Regions from separate parts of the Mus musculus genome. Here regions 1, 3 and 4 are each linked to region 2. A link is a contact called in public HiChIP or PLAC-seq and promoter capture Hi-C data. All regions are on one chromosome and are shown on one strand. Each heading gives the region's core, a stretch centred on a gene start, on an enhancer-like site or on the middle of the called end of the contact. The rest is flanking DNA. Distances are from core to core; before and after follow the strand shown.

Evidence for each region. Promoter capture Hi-C pulls out the DNA fragments that hold promoters and counts their contacts. HiChIP or PLAC-seq counts read pairs in DNA pulled down with a chosen protein or histone mark.
Region 1: a contact with region 2 is called in a promoter capture Hi-C map of liver, with 3 times the contacts expected there. The contact joins the enhancer-like site here to the promoter of Loxl4 in region 2. A contact is called at or near these places in 4 of 39 promoter capture datasets (the 3T3-L1 cell line, cranial neural crest and liver) and 1 of 9 other capture datasets (adipose tissue).
Region 3: a contact with region 2 is called in an H3K4me3 HiChIP or PLAC-seq map of embryonic forebrain, with 12 times the contacts expected there. The contact joins the promoter of Hpse2 here to the promoter of Loxl4 in region 2. A contact is called at or near these places in 8 of 39 promoter capture datasets (the SN4741 cell line, cranial neural crest, embryonic stem cells and 4 more), 2 of 115 datasets of contacts at active chromatin or transcription factors (embryonic forebrain and forebrain) and 2 of 9 other capture datasets (adipose tissue and liver).
Region 4: a contact with region 2 is called in an H3K27ac HiChIP or PLAC-seq map of embryonic stem cells, with 3 times the contacts expected there. The contact joins the enhancer-like site here to the promoter of Loxl4 in region 2. A contact is called at or near these places in 8 of 39 promoter capture datasets (the 3T3-L1 cell line, the SN4741 cell line, cranial neural crest and 4 more), 2 of 115 datasets of contacts at active chromatin or transcription factors (embryonic stem cells and pancreatic cancer cells) and 1 of 9 other capture datasets (embryonic stem cells).

Annotation. Positions count from the first base shown.
Region 1 is chr19:43,463,164-43,465,917 of GRCm38.p6, forward strand. Cnnm1 (cyclin M1) reads left to right here. Exons shown (of 12, transcript NM_001373992.1): 2 at 1,958-2,101. Among named protein-coding and RNA genes, the nearest start is that of Cnnm1, 24 kb to the left of the region's middle. Within about 2 kb of position 1,343, at least 18 of the 459 cell types and tissues checked have an H3K27ac peak or open chromatin away from gene starts, as enhancers often do. A contact at or near this core is called in liver, where this site is marked.
Region 2 is chr19:42,611,337-42,614,082 of GRCm38.p6, forward strand. Loxl4 (lysyl oxidase-like 4) reads right to left here and starts at 1,470. Exons shown (of 15, transcript NM_053083.3): 1 at 1,382-1,470.
Region 3 is chr19:43,386,856-43,389,639 of GRCm38.p6, forward strand. Hpse2 (heparanase 2) reads right to left here and starts at 1,500. Exons shown (of 12, transcript NM_001081257.2): 1 at 1,167-1,500. The coding sequence starts at 1,456.
Region 4 is chr19:43,497,816-43,500,749 of GRCm38.p6, forward strand. It overlaps Got1 (glutamic-oxaloacetic transaminase 1, soluble), which reads right to left. Exons shown (of 9, transcript NM_010324.2): 9 at 1,937-2,742. The coding sequence ends at 2,603. Among named protein-coding and RNA genes, the nearest start is that of Got1, 25 kb to the right of the region's middle. Within about 2 kb of position 1,391, at least 88 of the 459 cell types and tissues checked have an H3K27ac peak or open chromatin away from gene starts, as enhancers often do. A contact at or near this core is called in the SN4741 cell line, embryonic stem cells, liver and 1 more, where this site is marked.

The sequences.
Region 1 (2,754 bases), core at 93-2,592, 850 kb after region 2:
TGTGGCCAGTTCTAGCTAGAGTATTGATAACAAGTCATCCCCAAAACAGAGATAGAAAACAATTCCCATCTTATTACACTAATGACTTCTAAGAAAGGCATGATAGGATAACTTTTCTCTGCTTTGCAGTACTTAAGCCATCACTAGGGAAGACAAGAAAGCCTGGGTCAGCTGAGACTGAAGCACCCACTTTCAGCTGAGAATGAAGCACCCACTTTCAAGGTGGCTTCTTGAACCATGGTGGCCTCAAGGTAGTCAACAACCAGCCGGGCGTGGTGGCACACGCCTTTAATCCCGGCACTTGGGAGGCAGGGGCAGGCGAATTTCTGAGTTCGAGGCCAGCCTGGTCTACAAAGTGAGTTCCAGGACAGCCAGGGCTACACAGAGAAACCGTGTCTCGAAAAACCAAAAAACAAAAACAAACAAACAAAAAAAGGTAGTCAACAACCGTCTTACAGGGTCTCTACAGCAGAAGTTGTTGTCTTTTACCACCCAACCTCGGGTACAGAACAAGCCCACCCAGATTCAGGGGCAGGACATATTAGCTACAGCCTTCCGTGGAGGCAGTTCCAAAAGTCCACAGCCTTGGTTCTGGTTCCTGATTCCACATGAGTGTTGGCAACTCAGTGGCAGTTAAATAATTTACCTGAAGGTAATAACCAGTCTGCCTAAACAGGGAGCCTGACTTTTAATCTAATTCTCCTTCGGTCTTACTTTTTCAATTAGGCTCTTGAGTCTCCTTCACCTAATATATTCTTATCAATGTGTCAAAGTTCAAAGAAAAAAAATGTAACTAGCTTACATTTTAGATACATGTTAGAAAGTTGCCCTTAAAAGAAACAAGAGGTTTTCAGAAGCAAGAGGCAGGTGGAAGGGAGGAAGGAGGGAGGGCTTGTGGCTAGCAGGTACAGCTGTGTGCTGGATAGGAGGAGTGGCTTCTAATGGCTCAGACCACAGTACAGTCCCCTACTTGACAATGATTAACCGCATATTTCAAAACAGCTAGTACACACAGACCTGATTCAAGGACACAATGAGGCTTGAGATGGTAGACATGCTAATGCCTTGATCTGACCATTACTTATTGTGTAAATGTGTTACATTGTATCCTATGTGTCCAACCTATATGCAAACTAACGTTATAAAATATAACTAAGTGCCACATGGCAATGTATGGCCAACAATAGATTATGTAGAATGGTCTTATAAAAATGTTATCTAGTGATGACATACCATTATGTCATTAGTTATGACATAACCATTAGTTTGCATAAGTGCTATCTTAATAAGGGTCTCTATTGCTGTGATGAAACACCATGACCAAAAGCAAGTTAGGTAGGAAAGGGTTTGTTTGGCTTACATAGCACATTCCACTGTGGGAAGCCGGGCAGGACTCAAACAGCAGGAACCTGGAGCTGATGCAGAGGCCATGGAGGAGTGCTGCTTTCGGGCTTGCTTCTCATGGCTTGCTAAGTCTGCTTTCTTATAGAAGTCAGGACCACCAGCCCAGGGACAGCACTGTCCACAATGGGCTGGGACCTCCCCCACCAATCATTAATTAAGAAAATGTCCTACAGGCTTACTTACAGCCTCTATTGAATACAGACATTTTTCTCAATTAAGGATCCCTCCTCTCTTATGACTGTAACTTGTGTCAAGTTGACGGAAAACTAGGCAGTGCACCTGTACTCTGTGATATTCCCACAATGAAACTGCCTAACAGTTCAGGTCTGAGAACCTGCCTCTATCACTGAGCAACACACATCTGTATTTCTTCTGAGTATCAGGCTCCCATTGGTAAGAACTTGCACACACCAATTTCCTATTTTCAGATGGTCCTGGGGTGAGTTCAGTCCTGAATTTAGTCAAACAGAAACTCTGTATTGTTTTCTCACAAACAGAAATCATCTCTGAAAATGATCCCATATGTTTGACTATGGTTTCATTTGTTCTCCAGGAAAATCTCACTTGGCCATTGTCCAGAGAGTGAACAACGAGGGTGAAGGAGACCCTTTCTATGAGGTGATGGGCATTGTGACTCTGGAGGACATCATAGAAGAGATCATCAAGTCGGAGATCCTCGACGAAACTGACCTCTACAGTAAGTGTGGGTCCTTCCTACTCCCGAGACCCCCAGGAACGCATCGGTTTGATGAACAATGGGAAAGGTTGTCAAGGCAAGTCTGTGCACCGGTGTGTCACCCACGGCCAGGCAGTGCTAGCATGGCAGGGCACCCTGGCCCACGTTATCCTGAATCATGCTGGTAAGGTATTATCAGAAGGGAACTTTCCAGAACACCGTTAAAACTGGGGAAAGATAGCTTCGCCTTCAAATGGAAAAAATGGCTAAGAGAAAGACAGTGTGCCCAAGAGGAGGCCCAGGGGGCTCTCTGCTCTTGTTTCTGCCCTCTGCATTGTTCCCATGGTGGCTCCTTGTCTACCTAGAGGCAGAGCCCAGCTCCCTTGGAGCTCCTCACACCGGACCACCAGTGACCAATGAACGAGCACCGTCATAGCATCACCCTTCGCTAAAGCCAAACGGTTAAATGCCCCTGTTGGATGCTGTTCTTGGCTCTCATGCCTCCTGCCCCCTGGATCAGGTCCCTGTGTGGCTCCTGTTGCTGCTTCTGCCTCTGGTCTCTTCCTCTCCCTGCACCGCTCAGGAACAATATGGCCTCCTCTTTGTAGTGAGTGACAGCTTCAGGCCTATGGGCCTTATCAACGCTTTGTCTGCCAGCAACACAAGGGCTTACT
Region 2 (2,746 bases), core at 220-2,719:
GCTCAAGTTCCCACTGTTGGAGGTCTCCTCAGAAGCCACAGGCCTTCAGGCTCCTTGCCTAGAGGCAGGGGTGGGCTTCTGCTGCAAGACCTGTGCCTGTAAGCTAGGGCAGTGCCCTTCCTTTCAAGCCACCAGGATGCAGGCCCTGGAGAGCCTCCATACTTCCTGCCCACTCCAGGTTCCCAGAACTGTTACTCACACCAAGCTCGTCTCCTCATTGTCATTCCCAAGACAGAGCCTTCATCTCCCAGGGCCCATTGTTAAACTCCTACACACATGTCAACACCCAGCTCAAATGCTGCTCCCTCCAGAAAGGCCTCCCAGTATCCTACCTTCCTATTTGTTCCCACTGGACTGAGTACAGGAGGACTGGGCTGAGAACTGGGTCTTGGAGAAAGAAGGTGCCCTTTCTCTTCCCCAGGGAGAAGGGAATGGGTGAGGGGGCCACAGGATAAGAATGCCTCTAGGACCCTGTTTGAATAGGCCTCTCCATTTCACAGATGGAAAGGTCGGGGCCCCAGGAAATGAAATAGCTGGACTGGCCAGAATTCAAACAGGCCACCTGGCTACAGTCTGGGCTCTCATTGATTGATCGATGTTGGATGAGGGAGAGAGAGGGAGGGTGAATGGAACTCTACCTTGTCACTGGCTATATGACTCAGGCTGAAGTGCAAGGGCACTGGAGTGAAGTCTGAAGACACAGGCACCTGCCCTGGCCAGGAGGGAAGGCTGCGAGAGGATGATTGCCCAGGATTCCTAGAGGTTTGGGGGGGGGGGGCGGCTATCCTGAGAGGCTAGCTGTGGGTCACTCCTAGTCCTTTTTCTGTGACTCTCTGGGCCTTGGTCTAGGCCCTGTACCCTTATGGCATCGTTCCTGTGGTTAGAGCAGAGCCTACAAATAGGCTCCCACCTATATAGGGCTGGGGAAGGTGGGGTTTGAAGCCCTCTGCCTCCAAACCCTCTTTCACATCATCTCCAGCAGTCAGCTCTATGTAGAGGGGAGCCCAGCTCTGCTCCAGCTCTTAGTGCCCCGAGTCACAGGAGAGACATCTAGTTCTATTTTACTCCGTCCCCAGCATTCTTTCAGGGTGAGAAATGGTTACACACAGTGTGTTCACACACAGTGTATTCACAAACCTAACACCCAGACTCCTGCTTGCCAGAGCTCTCTCCACTCATGTAGCCTTGAACCAACTCCCCTAACATGATGGGCACTTGTCCAGTGGGGAAGCAGGTTGTGACCCACCCACTGGGCTGACTTATCCATGGGATCCCCCCATTCCTCTGAGCTTCTAGAGGCCTGCCCACCCGCGAGAAACAGAAGAAAGGACAAGACAGACAGCAAGAGGCAGACAGGAGATCGCAACAGGCAGGAGCTCACCGGCAGGATCTGGAGGTCGGGGCTGGGCTGGGCGCCACGGCAGAGCAGCGCTAACGGGCCTCCCGGGGCGCCCTGGGGGCTTTTTATCCGCCAGCCTCCCGCCCCAAGTCCGGGCCTTCCCCGGGGGAGGTCGCAGGCCCCGCCCCGGGCGCGCCTGTGTGCACGGGCAGCCCCGCCCGGCCGGCCACCAGCCAGGCGCGCAGCTCGGGACTGGGCCAAGTTGGGAAGTCCCAGGCGCTGCGGGGAGCGTGGGGGGTGACGGAGTCCCGGAGACGCATGGCGGGGGACAGCGTCGGGTGGCAAGGATCCGGTCTGCGAGTGCCTCTGCAGGCACGGTTTTCTCCTCTGTCTAATGGGCGATCGGAGCTGTGTCCCATTAACCTTATAGAACTGAGCGCCCCACAGTCTTAGGTCTGGATCCCGTGGGCTGCTTCTGCAGGGCAATGCAGGCGTTCTTTTGGGGTGAGGGCCCCGTTCAGTGGTTGGGTGATGCAGCTTAAGTAACAGTCTCTCTGTGACCTGGTCCCCAAGGTTTACTGAAGGCGGCTTGAGAGCAAAGCTCTGCTCATTATGAAGTTCAGTCCCAGGAGACAGGATTTGCTTCCCAGAGTCATAAACCTCGCAGCAGAGAACTTAAGACTTCCGGTACTTAGCCAGGATGTCCCTGGTCCTTGCCAGGTTCAGGGGATGAGGGCAGTGGAGGACAGAGGGGAATGAGAGGCTGTGGAACACAACAAATGAAGGAAGGCCTGCGGAGGGGAGTCCCCCAGCTGAAGAAGCAACCAGGCTCCAGGCCTCGGGCTTCCAGTCTTCAGCTCCTTCAGAACCTCACGTGTGAAATGAGCAGACTGTTTCCAGTATCCTCTCTAGTCTCAGAGCAGTGAGCGGCGCGTCCCCCACCTTGCCTCAGATTGACAGCTAACGGTTTCTTCATTCAGGACCCTCTGTTGATTTTTCTCCTATGTGCTAGAAAAAGGGCTAAAGTGCTAGACGCTGGCAGGGGGGTACCCAAGTCTGAAGAGGGAAGATGTGCAAATAAAGGTGACCTCAAGGCAGAGGTAATGAGGGCCAAGATGGCATGTGACAGCCAGGTCACCTTGACCATGTTGCCAGAGACCTGGGTCCACCCCTAGCTGCTCATGTCTAAGATGTCCCCCCAGTGGCCCTGCCCCACCCGACCTGGGCCCAAAACATTCCCTAGGATGAATCAACAGGAAAGAATGCTCCCAGCCTCAGGTCAGTGGCAGAGGCAGAAACCCGGCTCCTCCCCTAGGGACAATGAGGCAGCTGTGGACCAGGATACCAGGTATGCACGGGGCCTCCACCCTCTGCCCAGCCACCTCTAATGCAGAGCCAGGAGCAACA
Region 3 (2,784 bases), core at 250-2,749, 780 kb after region 2:
ATCTGGAATGGGATGGAGAGCACTCTAGACTCTTTGGAGGAGCCCAAACTAAGGGTCCAACTTGAAGGGAATTTTCAGAAACTTAACACTTGGATATTCAATATTGCAGAGGTTTATCCTCCCTTTCTTTTTCTTCTGTGTGTTTTCTTTTTATTTCCAACGCCCCCCTCTTTGCAACCGCCCCTGATGGGAAGGGGATCGCGGTTGCTTAACTGCCTGAATAGTAACAACCCGGGAAGAGGGTGAACCCAACTAGACTGTCAGCGAGACTCAACCTTCAGGTTTGTTAATCCACCACTGCTTTGGGGTTCAAAACTCCCAACGCTTCCCCTGAGAGTTCCTAGGACCTTTATGGATCGCGTATGATGCACACTACGACCCGAGCAACGATTTTTTTTCCCCACTGTAAAAAATTAAACTATGCAGTTACCAAGGAAAACTAAAGAGGAGGGTGGAGGGGGAAGGGCTTCATCTATAAAAAGTGTCTTACAAAGTCAAGGCTGATAATGACAGCGGAGGATACAAAATAAAAAATTTTAACTCCAATCCAACTTGCTCACCGCTCAGGACTCTCCTTAAATTCGTTTTCTGTCTGGGAGTGAGAACTGATGAAACCATCTTTCCGTGGCAAATTCCACTTTCATGCAATCTCCCAACTGAACACTCGGACACACGCACACTGCTTTCTCTCTCACACACAACCACTCCTCTGGAGTCTTTGTTGTTCCAGATCTTCCCTTTTGTAACTTCCCTGAACCTCTTGTTTCTTTTTCAGAAGGGGAGACTAATTGTGGATATATGTAAGCACAACATTTTTTCAGTCATAACTGATAAGTTTCTGAAATGCCTTCTGCATTGCAAACATGTGCATCTTAATAGAAAACACTGCTTTCCTCAATCACCAGTTACAGCCTCACAGCAAATAGTCCAGGAGGGGGGAAACCTCCTTTTTTTCTCTTGGAAAGACAGATCGGTTTGCTGCTGCTGCTGTTGCTGCTGCTGCTGCTGCTGCTGCTGCTGCTGCTGTACCTCCTCTTCTTCTCCTCCTCCTTCTTATTCTTCTTTTTTCTCCTCTTTTTTCTTCCCCCTTTGGAGCAGGGGATAGGAAGAGAATGGGGGTGGGGGTACTTAAATTTTTAAATGACTCATCGAAGCCCCTGCCTTACCTTAAGAAATCGAGCCAGCCATCATGAATGATGGAGGGATCCAGCTGCAGAGAGAGGAAGTTCTCATTGACTGTCCTGACTGGGTTCTTGGTGCTCACATCAAGTAGAATCAGGGTCTTTTCCTTCAAACCTGTAGCTCTGTCTACAGGCAAAGGTCTCCTGTTTCCAGCGTGGAAGGAGAGGGAGAGATGGAGCAACAGAGCCAAGAAGAGAGCCACCAGGGCTAGGCACGAGGGGGGGCGGGAGCTGCTGGAGGCCATGGCTTCAGGGAAAGCACAGAGCACCCTCATTAAATCCCTCTGATTTAAACTTCTTTCCCTACTGGGTCTCGATGGTGACTAATTGTCCTTATCTAAAGTGTGTGTCTCTCTGCCCCCCTTCTCTCCCCCCCCCTATTCTCTTTCGCCCTCGCTCCCTCGCTCTTGCTCGCTTGCTCGCATTTTTTTTTCAGTGTTTTGGTGCTGGTGGAGCGAACTCACGCCCCTAGCCAGCCTTCTCAGCAACTCGTGCCAAGAGTACTGTTCACCAGCACCGCCCCTTTAAGAGATTTGACTGCAGACATTTTTTAACTTTTTAAAGGTAAGGGATGGGGGAGGGGGGAGAAGGGGGAGGGGTGGCCGTTGTGCCCTACTGATTTAACCCGCTAGGGTCAGGAAGCGGCCAGTGGGACTGAAACTGTACTGTGGTACCATCTTGAGTAAGAGCTTATTTTCAAGTCCCCTCCCCAGTAGGCTATGGGGAAGGCCCTTCACTGCCTGAGGGGCAGTCTGTCCTGACTATTTCTTGCTTACCGTCCACTTTGTGCCTTCCTTTTGGGTTGAAGCAGTAAATGTTGTTAGGTTGTAAATGGTTTTATGATGGGCAAAGTAATTTTTGCCAAGGCACAAAAAGCAAAGAAGAGTCCATGCCTAGGTGTGCAAACCCCTGAATCTTGCAAGATAACTAGAAAGAAGTTTCTCCTGAATAGGAGACTAAGGTGGGGGAGAAGGGAGAGTATTCCCAGGTCAAAGAACTTCCTAGTCAGGAGAGTCAAAAAAGAATCAGTATGCTCCATGGCACTGCTGCTTATGTGTGAGGGAGAGTCTTGAGTTTCCCATATATGTTATTTTATGGCTTTGGCAACCCATTGGACTGATGATCAAGACACCCTATGTTCATTTGAATCACTCCTTGGCCAATGTATTCCACTGTAAAAGTAAAGATGCCTCTCCAATGTCTCCTTGCCAACAACCCTCAGACTCATACCCTTGCAGGGGAGTATGTCTTCCTGACGTAGAAATGGGCTATAGGGGTGTCAAATCCAGCCCTAGGCCAAAATTAGAGTGTGCCTGCTTGGAACTCTGGGATACAGATCATCCTGGACTTCGAGTGCACTGCAAACCTCTGTTCTTTTCATTCCCACCCTCAATAGCTTGCAAATTATCCTGAGTCCCATCCTAACACAAGGGGAAACAATCCAGCCACAATCACAGGCAGTCACAATCACACCCAGTCCCATTTTCAGCTTCTCTCTGGGATACAACAAGTCCTCTATTTTGGCAGATGAAGGGAGCTACTTTATGAAAAATGGGTAAATGAGAGCACCCCAGGGCATTCCTTGATTAAACAGACTAGATGA
Region 4 (2,934 bases), core at 141-2,640, 890 kb after region 2:
GGCTATTCTTTCCTTAATACGCTAAAGGCTGTTTTCTCTGGGCTACACTTAGCAGGTGGTGTAATAAAGGCTGCTTAACTCATTTCTCAAAACTGCCTCTCAAAGGCGCTGATGCCTTTGGACAACTTGATTGAAGTTTTGGCAAGTTGGAGTTTTCTGTTTGCCCACCTCTGAAGTCTACCATGCACCCACATCTGAGAGCTCTTGCAGTGTCCCCCAAACATCCACAGAACCCCAGACACAGTACAGGACACGCTAACCAATTTGTCCCACTTCATCTTTTTTTTTTTTCTTTAAAATACTAAAAACTTTTTTAGCATGTTGGTACTGGCATTGAGACTTAAAGTTGTTTCCTTAATTTAAATAGTTTTGGCACTCCCCCTAGAAGAAAAATTAGAAATTTTTCTAATAAATAAATTTTTATAAAATAAATTTAAAAATAAAAAACTAGAAGAAAAATTCTCTTTCCCTAACAAGAAAAGTATGCCCTAGTAAGAGTTTACTGGGGAGCCAGTCAGTGGTGGCGCACACCTTTAATCCCAGCACGGGAGGCAGAGGCAGGCAGATTTCTGAGTTTAAGGCCAGCCTGGTTTACAGAGTGAGTTCCAGGACAGTCAGGGATACACAGAGAGACCCTGTCTCAAAAAAAAAAAAAAAAAAAAAAAAGGTGGGGGGTGGTTACTGGGTAGGACATTTTGGAGGGCCACATTGATCAAAATTGTTTTTTAAGATTTATTTATGTGTATGCCTTAGCATATGTAGGTACCCCTGGAAGCCAGAAGAGGGCGTCAGATCCCCTTGATCTGGAATTCCGGGCAGTTGTGGTTTCATGTGGGTGCTAGAAACAGAACCCCAGTCCTCTGCAAGAGCAACAAGCAATGCTCTTTTGCTCACAACAACCAAGTCTGTCCCCATCAGAGGTACTGGAGTCTGATGGCTTAAGCCACCCCTAGGGAGAATGCAAGAAACTCTTCCAGGGAAGGCAGCATCCTAGAGCTGAAAGAACAAACCTCAATAAAGGATACAAATGGAAACAAGCTGCAAGCTAACGTCTAATAACCTTTACCTCGTCCACACCCAGCAGCCTGGGGCACCTACAGAGAGTCAGCCCAGCCAGATGGTAGGATCTGCAAGGGCGGAGGGCTTTGCAAAGGAAAGCCAGACCAGGGATAACCACCGTTCCTCTCCGAAGGCAGGAAGCCAGACTGTTTCAGTACCAACAGACTGATTCAAAGAAAGGAATGAGGAATGACGGCAGAATGACAGCAACAGTCCAAATTCTGGCTCAAGGTCAAAGGTCTTTTTTTAAACTAAAAGGCCCTACTAACAGAACAGGGTGTCTTGGTAAGCTTGGAAAGAATTCCGTACCACACCCAGAGGAAAGGGGGTGAGTCAGAGACAACAGGAAGCAAGCAGACTGTTTCACTGCGGTAGCCAGGCTAGACCTGGTGACTTCTGGAGCCGACCATCTTTAAAAATCGTGGGATTTTTATACCTCAAGGGAGTCCTGGGAAATTCTGAAAAGCTACTCTTAAATATTTTGAAAAGTGGTTACTCTGTTGCTTAAAGTAAGGCATAGCCCTACCAATTTTTCCAGACCCACCCTTTTCCCAGAGTTCAGGGACTCTGGAACTTGTGATGTTTAAGCAGCTGTAATGTTTTCAATACACTAGGGACATAGCAGCTCCAGCGGTGACGGAAAGAGCTGGTATTCTAGAATCCCTCTAAATGATATCATCCTAGTTTCTTAAGAAAATGGCTGGTGTCTGAACGATAAACCTACAAAAGCAACATGGACTTACAGCCTGGATCCTACTTGAACTTCCAGTTTCATGAACACATTTTGTTTTTTCCTTTACCTTTGCCATCAGTGAACCCCTCTAAAGACTTCATTCTAAACTGTGGGTGGCAACTCATGAATGGATCACAAACTCCATTTCACTTGTCTTGATCAGCAGTTTTATTTTTTAAATAAAACAGAACAGACTAAGAAAATATCACAATGTGCCACATATCACAAGAGCAAATACCGTTTAGTGGAACTTTCATTTCAGTCAAATACGTAAATCCATTTGTATGTCATGATATAAATATTGGCCACAGTTGCCTTAAAAAAACTAATGTTCCAGACCAGGGACACAACCGTGCGGGGAGATCAGGGTGACGAGAGACAGAGATGGGTGGCGATGATGAGTTTTAATGCCCCAGCCAACACCCACAGTCACATCCGGCTCCTCAGACCAACTTGATCTTTGAGACTAGACTTTTGTACAGTCAGGCAACACGCAGAAGCCCAAGGCTCCGTGGGCATCACTCCTGCAGAATGCTAGAGAGGAAGGCAAGGTGATTACATCTCATAGCCAAAGTTCTTTTTATTCTTAAATAACTTTAATCTACTCTGGTTTCCAACAGGCTCTAACCCCAGAGCCCCCGGGGCTCATTTCAAGAAACGTCTTCTCATGTGGGGGGTCAGCTAAACAGCAGCTGCTTCCCCTCGGTCATCTCTAATAAAGGACGTGTACAGCTAGGTACAGCTAGGTTTGCGCAGGCAGGAAAGGTGTGACAAGAACTGCTTTGGTGGCGTGAACTACGAGGTGTTTCTTCACTGGATTTTGGTGACGGCTTCATGGATGGAGGTAGCGACGTAATCTAGGTTCTTGGTGGTCAAGCCGCACATGTTGATCCGACCACTCGGCAGGAGATAGATATGCTTCTCGTTGACCAAATACTCGACCTGCTTGGCTGTAGAGAAGACAGGAGGGCAAGACACTGACTTAAGCAGTGGACACTCAGAGATCACCATCTTCCTTCTTCCTCCTTAACTCAGACTGGTGCAATCAACCAACAGGAAACTACTCACTAGATCCTGGAAAGATTTCTCAGTAATTCATGTTCAATTTTCAGGACGTTGACAATATGACTACAGCAGAGGGG